Linked DNA regions of Danio rerio: all the other regions are linked to region 1. A link is a contact called in public Hi-C and Micro-C data. All regions are on one chromosome and are shown on one strand. The core of a region is the stretch at or near the end of the contact, and the rest is flanking DNA. Distances in the headings are between cores, read along the strand shown. Region 1 holds the start of paox1 (polyamine oxidase (exo-N4-amino) 1). Region 2 overlaps fnbp1l (formin binding protein 1-like). Region 3 holds the start of fnbp1l (formin binding protein 1-like).

The links. Hi-C and Micro-C count contacts between places; a contact is called where the count stands out from the background.
Region 2: a contact with region 1 is called in a Hi-C map of embryo, with 2.0 times the contacts expected there. The contact joins the enhancer-like site here to the promoter of paox1 in region 1. A contact is called at or near these places in 8 of 18 Hi-C or Micro-C datasets (caudal fin, embryo, fibroblasts and 2 more) and 1 of 4 datasets of contacts at active chromatin or transcription factors (caudal fin).
Region 3: a contact with region 1 is called in a Micro-C map of caudal fin, with 2.8 times the contacts expected there. The contact joins the promoter of fnbp1l here to the promoter of paox1 in region 1. A contact is called at or near these places in 3 of 18 Hi-C or Micro-C datasets (caudal fin, embryo and an unstated tissue) and 1 of 4 datasets of contacts at active chromatin or transcription factors (embryo).

Annotation. Positions count from the first base shown.
Region 1 is chr8:17,003,193-17,007,224 of GRCz12tu, reverse strand. It overlaps paox1 (polyamine oxidase (exo-N4-amino) 1), which reads right to left and starts at 2,727. Exons shown (of 8, transcript NM_001113603.1): 1 at 2,660-2,727; 2 at 2,343-2,506. The coding sequence starts at 2,493.
Region 2 is chr8:16,834,337-16,837,889 of GRCz12tu, reverse strand. It overlaps fnbp1l (formin binding protein 1-like), which reads right to left. Exons shown (of 14, transcript NM_001003634.1): 10 at 2,967-3,076; 11 at 1,955-2,087; 12 at 935-1,029. Among named protein-coding and RNA genes, the nearest start is that of fnbp1l, 85 kb to the right of the region's middle. Within about 2 kb of position 1,874, at least 8 of the 62 cell types and tissues checked have an H3K27ac peak or open chromatin away from gene starts, as enhancers often do.
Region 3 is chr8:16,750,251-16,753,838 of GRCz12tu, reverse strand. fnbp1l (formin binding protein 1-like) reads right to left here and starts at 2,329. Exons shown (of 14, transcript NM_001003634.1): 1 at 2,115-2,329. The coding sequence starts at 2,138.

The DNA.
Region 1 (4,032 bases), core at 1,478-3,977:
AAACTCACATTGTTAGCATTTAACACTGAATAAAGCACATGAGGTGAGGATCGTTGTCAGTTTTCTGTTGTTCAGCTGAAAGAAATAGAAGTAATTTCTAATATATCAATTTGAGGAGTTAGTTAGAACAAAAACAACTTTTAATATGGAAAATATTTATTCTATCACGTGCCGTTTCTTTTATATAGAACACGATTTAAATCAGCCTTAAATAAGCCTTTGGGTTCGCTATTTAGGCTTGCTCCTGTCGGCCCACAATCTGGCAACCTGCACTTGCATTTGTTTTGATCCAGGAATGCAATGCCTAGTTCAACCACTGGGTGTCAAACTTACATACTGCACCTTTAAATATATACAATTTCTTGAGATTTAGCAATAATAATAATAAAGAAAATTCTTATGAAGATTAGCAAAATGGTTGGTTCAAGAAGGAACATATTTTTGCTTGGATGGATTTTAAATGATGTGATGCAATCCGTCAACACAGCAAAAAAAGGATTTTGGAATTTTTAATGGAAGTGAAACTAAGTCATGAGTCCAAAGATTAAGGTTTCCTAAAATAGTTTCCTCTAAGAAACAACCTCTTTTTGTCTCCTTTGCATTAACACTGGAAAATGCCACATTTACATGTCAAAACTGGAAGATCTTCAAAATATGAATTTGCATAACAGTTATATAACGAATATGTTTGATTAGTGCAACAAACACTTATAGTTGAAGACGGAATTATTAGGCCACCTTTGATTTTTTTGATTTTTTATTTATATATTTCCCAAATGATGTTTAACAGAGAAAGGAAATTTTCACAGAGTCTTATTTGTTTTATTTTGGCTAGAATAAAAGCAGTTTTTAATTTTTTAAAAAACATTTTAAGGTCAAAATTATTAGCCCCTTTAAGCTATATATTTTTTCGATAGTCTACAAAACAAACCATTGCTATACAATAACTTGCCTAATTACTCTAAACTGCCTAGTTAACCTAACCCAGTAAACCTTTTAAATGTCACATTAAGCTGTATAAAGGTGTTTTGAAAAAAATGTAGTAAAATATTATTTACTTTCATCATGGCAAAGATAAAATAAATCAGTTATTAGAAATGAGTTATTAAAACTAACATGTTTAGTTTACATGTTTACTCTGTTAAAAAGAAAATTGGGAAAAAATTAACAGGGGGGCTAATAATTCTGACTTCAACTGTACACAATATTGTAAACACTTACATAATATACATTATGTAATACATTAAAAGATACTTATTTGATGCTTGTAGTTGGTTTTTGGTTTTCTGATAGTAATTTAGTCATTACTACTAAAACTTGCAATTAATGTTTACAAAAATTCTCATCCTCATGTGCAATGTTTAATGAAATATTATTGGTATATGGTTTTACTGCTATTACTAATGGTATTACACAATAAAATGTTGCGGTAATCCAATGCTGTGTGAAATATGGACAAACCAAACCACTGGGTTTCATTTACATTTAATTGAAAACAACAACAACAATGCATAGTTTGACCATAACATTTTGGTTATGACAACCCAGGATTTTTAGTGTTGGTATTGAAACAACAACAATAATAATAAAAGTACACATAAATTAAGAAATAAATTAGAATAAATAAAATGATTGTTACATTAACCATAATAAAACCTTGGTTGATTTTCTTAAACCTTTAACTGCCTGCTCTACCAAATGGTTGACTATATTTCAAATAATGACTGTTAGTCATTTAAAGAATGACTTTGAATAATGGTTTACACACACAGCATTGTTGGTTTACAAAAAAATCTAACAAACATCTTGTTGCACTTCTACACTTAATTATGGTTTATTGTAAAAAAGAAAACATGTTAAATGAGAATCTGAAATAGTTCATGGCATACTTCAAAACATGAAGATGATTAAGCGTTCAATAATGTTTTATTTTGATTATGTTTTAAATAAATTGGTCTTACACTTCATATTTTCAGCTTTTTCATAGTGCATGTACTAAATCTGGTACTTTTACCATAAACCAACATATATTATCAACCATTTGGTAGAAGTTGATATTTTAAAAATTATGAGATATGTAACGTTATTGAGAGTGTCAACTTGCGACAATACAAGACATTAACAAAGGAGTTAAGAAATGCAATCCAAAAAAAAATTTTTTTTTGTTTTTTTTGGTGGGGCAGCTAAAGGGTTAAGGACTCTTTCTTTAAATGACTATCATATTCTTACAGAGTTTAACCTTTTTAAACTTTATTGACAGTGGCGAATAGTTTCCAACTTTAATATTTTGATTAAAAAGTGACGAACTTTGCAGAAACCTGAACAGGTTATGATGTATTTACCCAGAGTTGCAGTAGCTACTCTTCCTCCAACATTTTCGGCGGCTTCCAGCACAGTGACGTCATTAAATCCATATTCTTTCAGCTTCTTGGCAGCGGCGAGTCCTGCCACACCTGCACCGACAACCACGATAGATGGACTCCTGTCTACCATGATGACTAAAGGACTGAAGAAGAGATCATCTTAACCGTCAATTCACAAGAAGCATTACGATTACACATTTATTAAAACAGAACAAGTTCAGTCCTGCCGTTCTAAAACAAAAGCGCTTTTGTAGCTTTGTCCTACAACATAGCTAGATTAAGGTGTTTATACTCACTTGTAACGGAGCAGAATGTTGACTATCCACCTTTAGCGGTTAGTTACATAGCTTAGTTCCACTTCCTGTTGTAATGTTATAGCAACCAAAGTAGAAGAAACAGTCCTTTTTTCCTTTTTTTTTCTGATCGCTGTATGCATACTTGTCCATTAGGGGGCAGGAAATCCTAAGAAAAGAAACTGAGTTCATGAATATCACCAGAACTAGTCAAGCTTTACTTCTTTTCTGAACATAGGATTATTTCAAGAGGTGTGTTTGTGTACACACAGAACACAGAGAAAACAAGACATGTGTACTGAGCTGCAGCGGAGGCAGGAAGTAGTTTTAGGTACTATGGTTAACCATCTGATTGAATTAGGCCTATATAAGTGCTATTATTGATATTAAATTAAATTTTGATGAAAATACTGAAAGGGCAGGACAGGCCAACAAAGACTTTATTGTCTGTGAAAATTTGTGAAGTTTACTATTGATAGGACCAGGGGTGTTGCTAGACATAAGCACCTTTCTTCACGTGCACATGCCGAGCCCCAGTAAATTGGACCTAGCAACGCCCCTGCATAGGACTCTGATGGTGGCATTTTAAGGCCTATATAGAATCCATTTAAACCTTTTCATTGATTTGTTGATTTGCTTCTTTAAAAGTAAAACAGAAGAACCCACTGTCTGTTTTAAATACCTTCAGCAAAGTATTAAGGGTAAAAGTGCCAGGGTTATTCTATTTGTATGAAATTCAGGTGTTAAAAAAAGCCCATTTTCATTTTTTTTTTTTTTTTGCGATTGACTTGCTGAATTTTATTGGGAAGAGTTGCTGTTTTTAGTAGCCTACTGGTAATGCTGCTTAATGCTTGTCTTAAGTGTGTGGTATATGTGTTGTAAATCTATTATGCTGCAGAACTAATCACCCCAAAAGGGCACAATAATGTTTACAGTAACTGTGTAATAAATAGAGAAGGATCTGTGTTACTTTTCCTAACTTTTCAGCCTGTATCCCTTAAAATAACAATGCCAGTGACTCGTGACCCCCACTATCCTCTGAGTTGGTTATAAATATACAAGCACACATATCTATAGATCCATTTTATTTTGGAGAACGCCACATGTGACCATCCTCCATGTTCAGTCATAGCCTGAATTTATTTTTTTATGTATGGAGAAAGTCTTACTTGTTTTATTTCGACTAGAATAAAAGCAGTTTAAAAAATTTTTTTTAAAACATTTTAAAGTTATTTGCCCATTTAAGCTACATTTTTCTGATAGTCTACAGAACAAACCATTGTAATGCAATAACTTGCCTAATTACCTTCCTGTCAAGTTAACCTGATTAACCTAGTTAAGCCTTTTAATGTCACTTTAAGCTGTATAGAAGAAAA
Region 2 (3,553 bases), core at 625-3,124, 170 kb after region 1:
TAATGGATTAAAACCCAACAATACTTTCAGCATTCACAATTCCATCAGTTCAGACAATATTGCAAACAACACTGGTGGAAATTTAGCTCAAAGCAGGACAAACAGCCTCTCTCCAACACTGCCTTTCACATGTCTTAAACAATTAAGCCAAAATAATCAAAACTCAAATTTAACCCAACACCTACACTACACATCAACATAAAGAATTGAAAGAAATGTATTTACCCTATATATCTCAATTTTAAAAACAATTGAGAAAACAATTTACACTAATGACTATACCATTATATCATCAGTCAAACAACAGATTTAATGTTGGCCTAAAACTTTTGCACAGTACTGTATTTAAAAATGTAGTTTTTTCCTGTGATGGCAAAGCTGAATATGACTGTAGTCTCCAGTAACACCGTCACATTCTCATTCATAAATCATTGTAATATGATAACTTAGTGCTCAAGAAACATTTCTTATTTAAAAAGCTACAAACAGATCAACAGCCTTATATTTAACAATTGTATGAGAAAAAAATGGAAAGAATAGCATTTATTTCAAACTAAAATGTTTTTTACCATCATTATCTGTATATTTTATGGTCAATTTAATGTGAACATGCTTAAATGTTTAATTTCTATTAATTATTTAAATTATTATGAATTAAGAGTTTATGATTGATTGTGGATGTTTCACGGGATTATTTAAAACACAAAAGGACCTCAGTGTAATTAAATAAACTATGTCCAAATGACATGCCTAGACTAAACAATGAGCACTGACTTAATGTAATTTTGATCAAACCATCCAAACAGCAAGAATAGCTCAAGCACTCTGCTGCACATGGATTTACAACAATTCAGTAACTCCTAAAAGGAATGAGTGTGTGTTAGACAGGCCATCTGTGTTGAGAATGCAGATAATGTAGTGAGGAAACCCAGACCTCTCTCTTCCGTGCGGAGCGTGATGGTTTACATCTGCACTGGACCGCCGCTCACTTCGAGATCCATGCTTTCCTTCCACCTCTGCTAACCAGCTCTGTGATCGAGAAAGACAAACCAACAGTGAAACAACTATTGTGTGCAACAAATCACAAACCCAAAGTCCACTTTTTTCCACATGGCCATGACATTTCAAATTATGGGCTGCTTTATGGTTTAGGAAACCAGGCAGTGTAACAGAAAAACAATTTGGATTTGTGACTTGCTTTTGTATCTGAAATTAGGATAAAGTTAGACTTGGTGTTTTAAAGTGACATTAGAATCACAAACAAATCTGTGGCCAAAGCTTTTTTTGTTTTTAGTGCGTTTTGTTCTTCTAGATTATTTTCTCTCTGTACTTAATAGAGTACAGTAATATTCAATATGTTTGCAAAACTGCAACAGGAAGTTATTCAGTATTAGTGTTGGGTAAAATTAACTTTAAAAGTAATCTTAAAGTTATCTTAAGCAGTCTTCAACTTATCTTTAATAAAAAAACAACTAAAAATAACATAAAATGTATTTTTCTCATTACTTTCCTTAAAAAGTACCAAGTAACACATTTTGTTACCTAAAGAAATAAACACTGACTTATTAGGGGAGGATGTAATATACTACTTTAAAGTAACTTTATCCAACACTGTTGTTCACATTATTCAGGGTCTGCTTAAAGTTCTAATTTGTTAAATCTATTAATTTCCTCATAATATTCAACCGATGTATAGTTTTTATAACACTTAAACTAACTGATTACATTTCAACAAAAGTTACTCACTCAAAGCATCATTGATTAAAGGAATAAGGTGGATAAAAACACACATTTTCTTGCTACAGACTCTGTATTATGACTCTTCCTCCACTAGGTGGCGCTGCAACACAGCGTCTTTCAGTTGTTTCATGTCATATTTATCCAGATGTACTTTTGCGGAGGCCGCGTTTCCTTTAGAGACCTCAACAATAAGTCATTCCTCTGGGAAGGTTACCTCATTTTTATGGATCTCGGAGCGGAGTTTCTCCATGTTGCATATGGTCTCTGATATCTTGGGCTGGAGACTTCCAGGATCTCCCATCTGGGGATTCTTCTCATAGACATCTTTCATTTTGTTGAGAGCATCTCTGGAATAAAGACAAATGGAATATTGAGATATTATTCTTCTCCCACTAATTTAAAAACGTTAAGTTATGTTGCTTTAGCATGCAAGGCAACATATACCTAAACAAATAAACACAATAATTAAAATAAGAACACTAAATACACTAAATAATAAACTAAATGATTTATTAAATATTTAAATAAATTGTTAATAATAATAATAAATCCTTACATTTATACAGCAATTTTATGGACACTTAAAACTCTTTACTCATTGGTGGGAATCTCCTCATCCATAATTCTCTGGCATCTGATTGGTTAAAACTCCTACTCCTAAAACTAATAATATTACTACTACTACTAGTAATAATAATAATAATAATAATAATAATAATAATAATAACAATAATAACAATAATAACAACAACAACAACAATAATAATATTATTAATAATATAATAATAATAATGGACAACAACGACAATGCCGAAAAAACAACAAACTATAAATAAATACTATTTTAATTTGTTAATATCTAAAATTAAGCAAGTAAATTTATAAAATAATTACTGAAAATGTTTAATTTATTTTTATTTTAAAAATATTACAATTACAATAAACAATGTAATTTTATCATCAAAATAATTTATAGTATTATAAAAAATTATAAAAGTATAATAAAAATGTATTGTTGTACAATTGAACAAGCAAATAATGCATAAATTAGTTAATATAAAATATTTTTAAAAGACATCTTGTATTAGATAATACCAAATTAAATAAATTAAAAAATGAATGCGTTTTCCTGTATTGATGGTTAGTAGCATACAGAATACAATTACAAAGATAGCAAATCTGAACAAAAACACTATGCTACATAATAAAATGTCTTCATTGTCTACCTTTGGTCCTGTTCCTTCTGCAGTTCTTTATTCAGCTCATCGATCCGCTGTTGTAGTTTTTTGCGTCTCTGTTCAGGGGGAAGGTGGCTGAGATCCTCTAGTGTTGGCGCCTGTACAAACACAGGTTATTGGTTGGAGGCAAAGATGCACTGACAAACATCCCGGCACAGTCTGAGCACACATTATATAAACAGTCACTCTTAAGAGAGATGTCTTTCCTACAGTTTAACGCTGAGCCCTTATGTTTGCATACATTCCAATTCTGGAATTCAGACGATAGTTTATAAACTTTAAGCCGCACTGTAAGAAAGACATCTTGAAGCTGAACGACAAGAGGAGTAAAGGGGTTTTATGGCTGAATACTACAACTAAACACAAAGTCTATTCTCAAACCTTATATCTAGAGTACAGCAGTCCAAAACACACTACACTTACCAGCTTTAAAGACCACTGAGAGGTTAAGGTTAGGTCACGCCAATTCAGCAAGAACAAAGACAACAAATCGCTCATCAACACCAGTCAAGTGAATGTCTTTTGGCTGATGATTTTAGCCACAGAATGGCAGGCCTACGCTGAAACTTGACTTA
Region 3 (3,588 bases), core at 1,080-3,579, 250 kb after region 1:
GCGTTGTATTTTACTGTACTGTAAAAATACTCAAAAAATGTCTCTATAAATATTTATAAACAATTATATTTGATTTACCAATGTCACACAAGTGGCAATTTCACATCTGTCACGTCCATAACGGTGAGATGTCGCATCAACAATCAAGCTTTTTCTCTCATAAATGCACAAATGTAAAGTAAAATAAAATAAATTATTTTTGTTCAATAGAGAGCAACTTTCATCCTTTTGATTAGCACTGTTTCTTTTGTTGCATAACATGTTTATTTTCCTCATTTAAAATATAAAAAACTTTTACAGATTAGGGCTGGGGGATTTAGCAAAATTGCTATCTCGATAATTATTTTCCATATTAAACGATAATGATATATATTTCAATATAAGATGTAAATGCTTCCAGATTTAAATGAGTTCCCCAACAATGACAACACCACAAAAATTAGGGGGTCCATTGAAAGGCATTACATTTTCGGCCGATAAATTTTCGGTGGCTAAAAAATTCAATACATATCTAATATCAACAAACTTTTAGATTCCTATTGTTGCACATTTCTGCTGTGTGATCGGCTCTCAGATTAATAGAGTAAAAAAAAAAGGTCCAGGGCTAATCCTTGTTATTGACATAAATTTTTTTTGCGTTTTTTTATAATATCGTTACATGCCCAGCCTTACTCCAAATTGATATTTGTCTGATCCCTCAACTCTGTGGTTAGTTGTTTTGGAAAATAGAAACAGATGTTCCAATATAATGTTAACATATACTCTCCTAGTCAAATTATGTTTGGAGTTTTTACTGCAAATGTCAAATTCCACAACACTGGAATTGCTCAGAAAGGGAAGAACAAACAAGTTATACTGTCAAAAAAACTCCAAAACCAGAACTCTCCATCTCACATAGAGGTAAAGTTGGTTTTATAGCGCACATTTGTTCAGTAGCCTGTGACACGGTCCCTGCATTGTTTCCCATGGTACTTTGAATATTCAGTCTGAAATCACACGCAAGCATGACTTCAAAACTATTTATTTATTCAGCACTATGTATTTGACTGTGAACAATGTTGTATGTGTTTGGTACTAATATGACTTCCCTATTTGGTATTTGCAAAGAATCCTTTTCTGAAATTATATTAATAATGAGAAAGTCTGAATGTGTGAATATAAAACCAACTTTACCTCTCACTCACTCACTAGAACTCAACAACAACAAAATGTAAGTCATTACTCTTGATGTTTACCAAATTAGTACTTCAAGTACACAGTAATAAGAGTTAAAACTGAAGCATCGATTAAACCACCTTGTCTAAACAAGAACTACAATACGACGACGCATGGGATATTTCAAGCACTACCTCACTCAGTCACACATCCTCTCCTCTGCTCTGCTTTTTGTCCAGTAGCCCAATCTGAAGGGCAACACCCCTGTAACAGACCCTCACACACTCGACGGGCTTCATTGTCTCCCGAAATTTCAGCTTATACCCAAACGATACGTATATTCATTACCAAGCAGGCCAGTTTTGTCAGCGGAACATGGCAGACTTCAAGCCCAGACAATAAAAGACGAGGGATCAAACTGCAGCAGTGTTGCCAATGCTCCAAACCCGTTAAAGAAAATGAAGTATAAATCCAACCAACACATATATGCACATTGGAACATTCATCCCATGTTATATATTGTTATCACCATATTCTACATTGGCTGTCAACAATATAAGAAACAATTGAAACATAATGTTGGGAGAAAATGCTGTGTTTGTGACTATATACATGTGATCTCGGTTATATACGAGGATCATCTCTTCCCACCTTAGTCATCGAAACTGGGTGTGAAACCTGAAGATTGCGGCTTGATTAGGAATGTCACTGGAATAATAAGGAACGTCACGCGTGGTACAATTAAAACTTGGTAGTTACGTTCTCAAATGTTACAATGTCTCAAACTCTCTCATTATTTCAAGCGGTAAAGGTGTACTGGCAGAGCAAACCAGCGGGACACGTCGAGAATTCACAGACAGTCCGATTAGGGCACCTTTACTGAAGTCATGCTAAAAAGCGACTTGTTTGTGAGTGAACAAAAGGCCACACGGAACGAGCAATGGGAAAAGTGCGCTTACCCAAAGATCCGTTCCCCAGCTCATGGCGAAAAAAAACTCCAAGAACTAACGTCTCCTCCGCTTAAAACTCCAGGGTTGCTTGTTCTTCCCTCTCTCTGCCGTCGTGTAACTCTCTATAGTCTCCAGTGAAGCCAGCAGCGACAACCTCACGGCTCAGGGTTTTCCCATTTCCGACACACACAATGCGCCTCTGCCGCGGGGAAATGGAGGGATGTGTCTGTGTCCAACAGCGCCTCCTATCCGCCACATCTTGTGCGTAGAGATCTTGGATATCTAACAATCTTCTAGAATAAAGCACATATTTTACAACCAGATTTTTACATCGCTTAAATCAGCAGGAGTTTGATAGATATACCGTGTTGGGGAATGTTACTTTTGAAAGTAACGCATTACAAAATTGAGTTACTCCCAAAAAAGGTGCGTTAGTTTTACTGAGGTAAAGTTGGTGTTATATTCTCACATTCGTTCAGTGACAACTTGCGACACAGTCCCTATATTATTTACCATGGTACTTTAAATATTTGGTCTGAATTGACATGTAAGTATGACTTCAAAACAACAGCACTATTTATTTGACTGTGAACAATGTTGTACTTTGATCATTGGCTGCTAATATAATTTCACAATTCAGTGTCGTCAAAGAATACTTTTCTGAAAATATTTTATTAAGGAGAAATTCTGAATGTGTGAATATAAAGCCAACTTTACCTCAATGTTATTTTTCATGGTAAGTATGCATTATGTTTACTTTTGAGGAGGCATGGTCCGGTATAAGATTGTGACAATAACCTGGATAAAATATCACGGTTTGATGGCATTGTAGTTATTGCTCTGAATGTCTGGGTAAAGACACTTTTTCGTTTCTTCAATGTGTTCAGAATAATATGAATACTTCCATTGCAGAAATGTAAGGCTCTGCTATCTTCCTTTCTGTCTGTTCCTGCATTTTCTCATTGAGTGATTCAAGGTAAATAGGTTAATTTTAATTCAGCAACATAATTTTTTAAAAGCTGATTTATTAAACTAAAAAGTAACTTGAATTATATTTTTAAAAGTAATGCATTACTCGTTACTTGGAGAAGTAATATTATTACGTAACTCGCATTAATGCATAACCCACACTGTAGGTCTGTTATGCGGTTTACAAAGATATACTACTATTCTGTTTTAATAATTTAATGAATTATACATTTTATGACAGAAAAGTGCAGAATATCTTTGTGAAGATAAAACGGGATAAATGGCAGGATTATTTGAAGTATTTGCAAATAAAATGTAGCCTAAATTAATTACAAAATGTGCAATTTACTACTGATTAAAAGTATGACATCAAGGCTGCATTACTTCATTAATTTTCCTTCGGCTTAGTCCCTTTCTTCATCAAGGATCACCACAGTGGAATGAACCACCAACTTATCCAGCATATGTTTTACACAGCAGATGCCCTTCCAGCTACAACCCATTACTGGGAAAC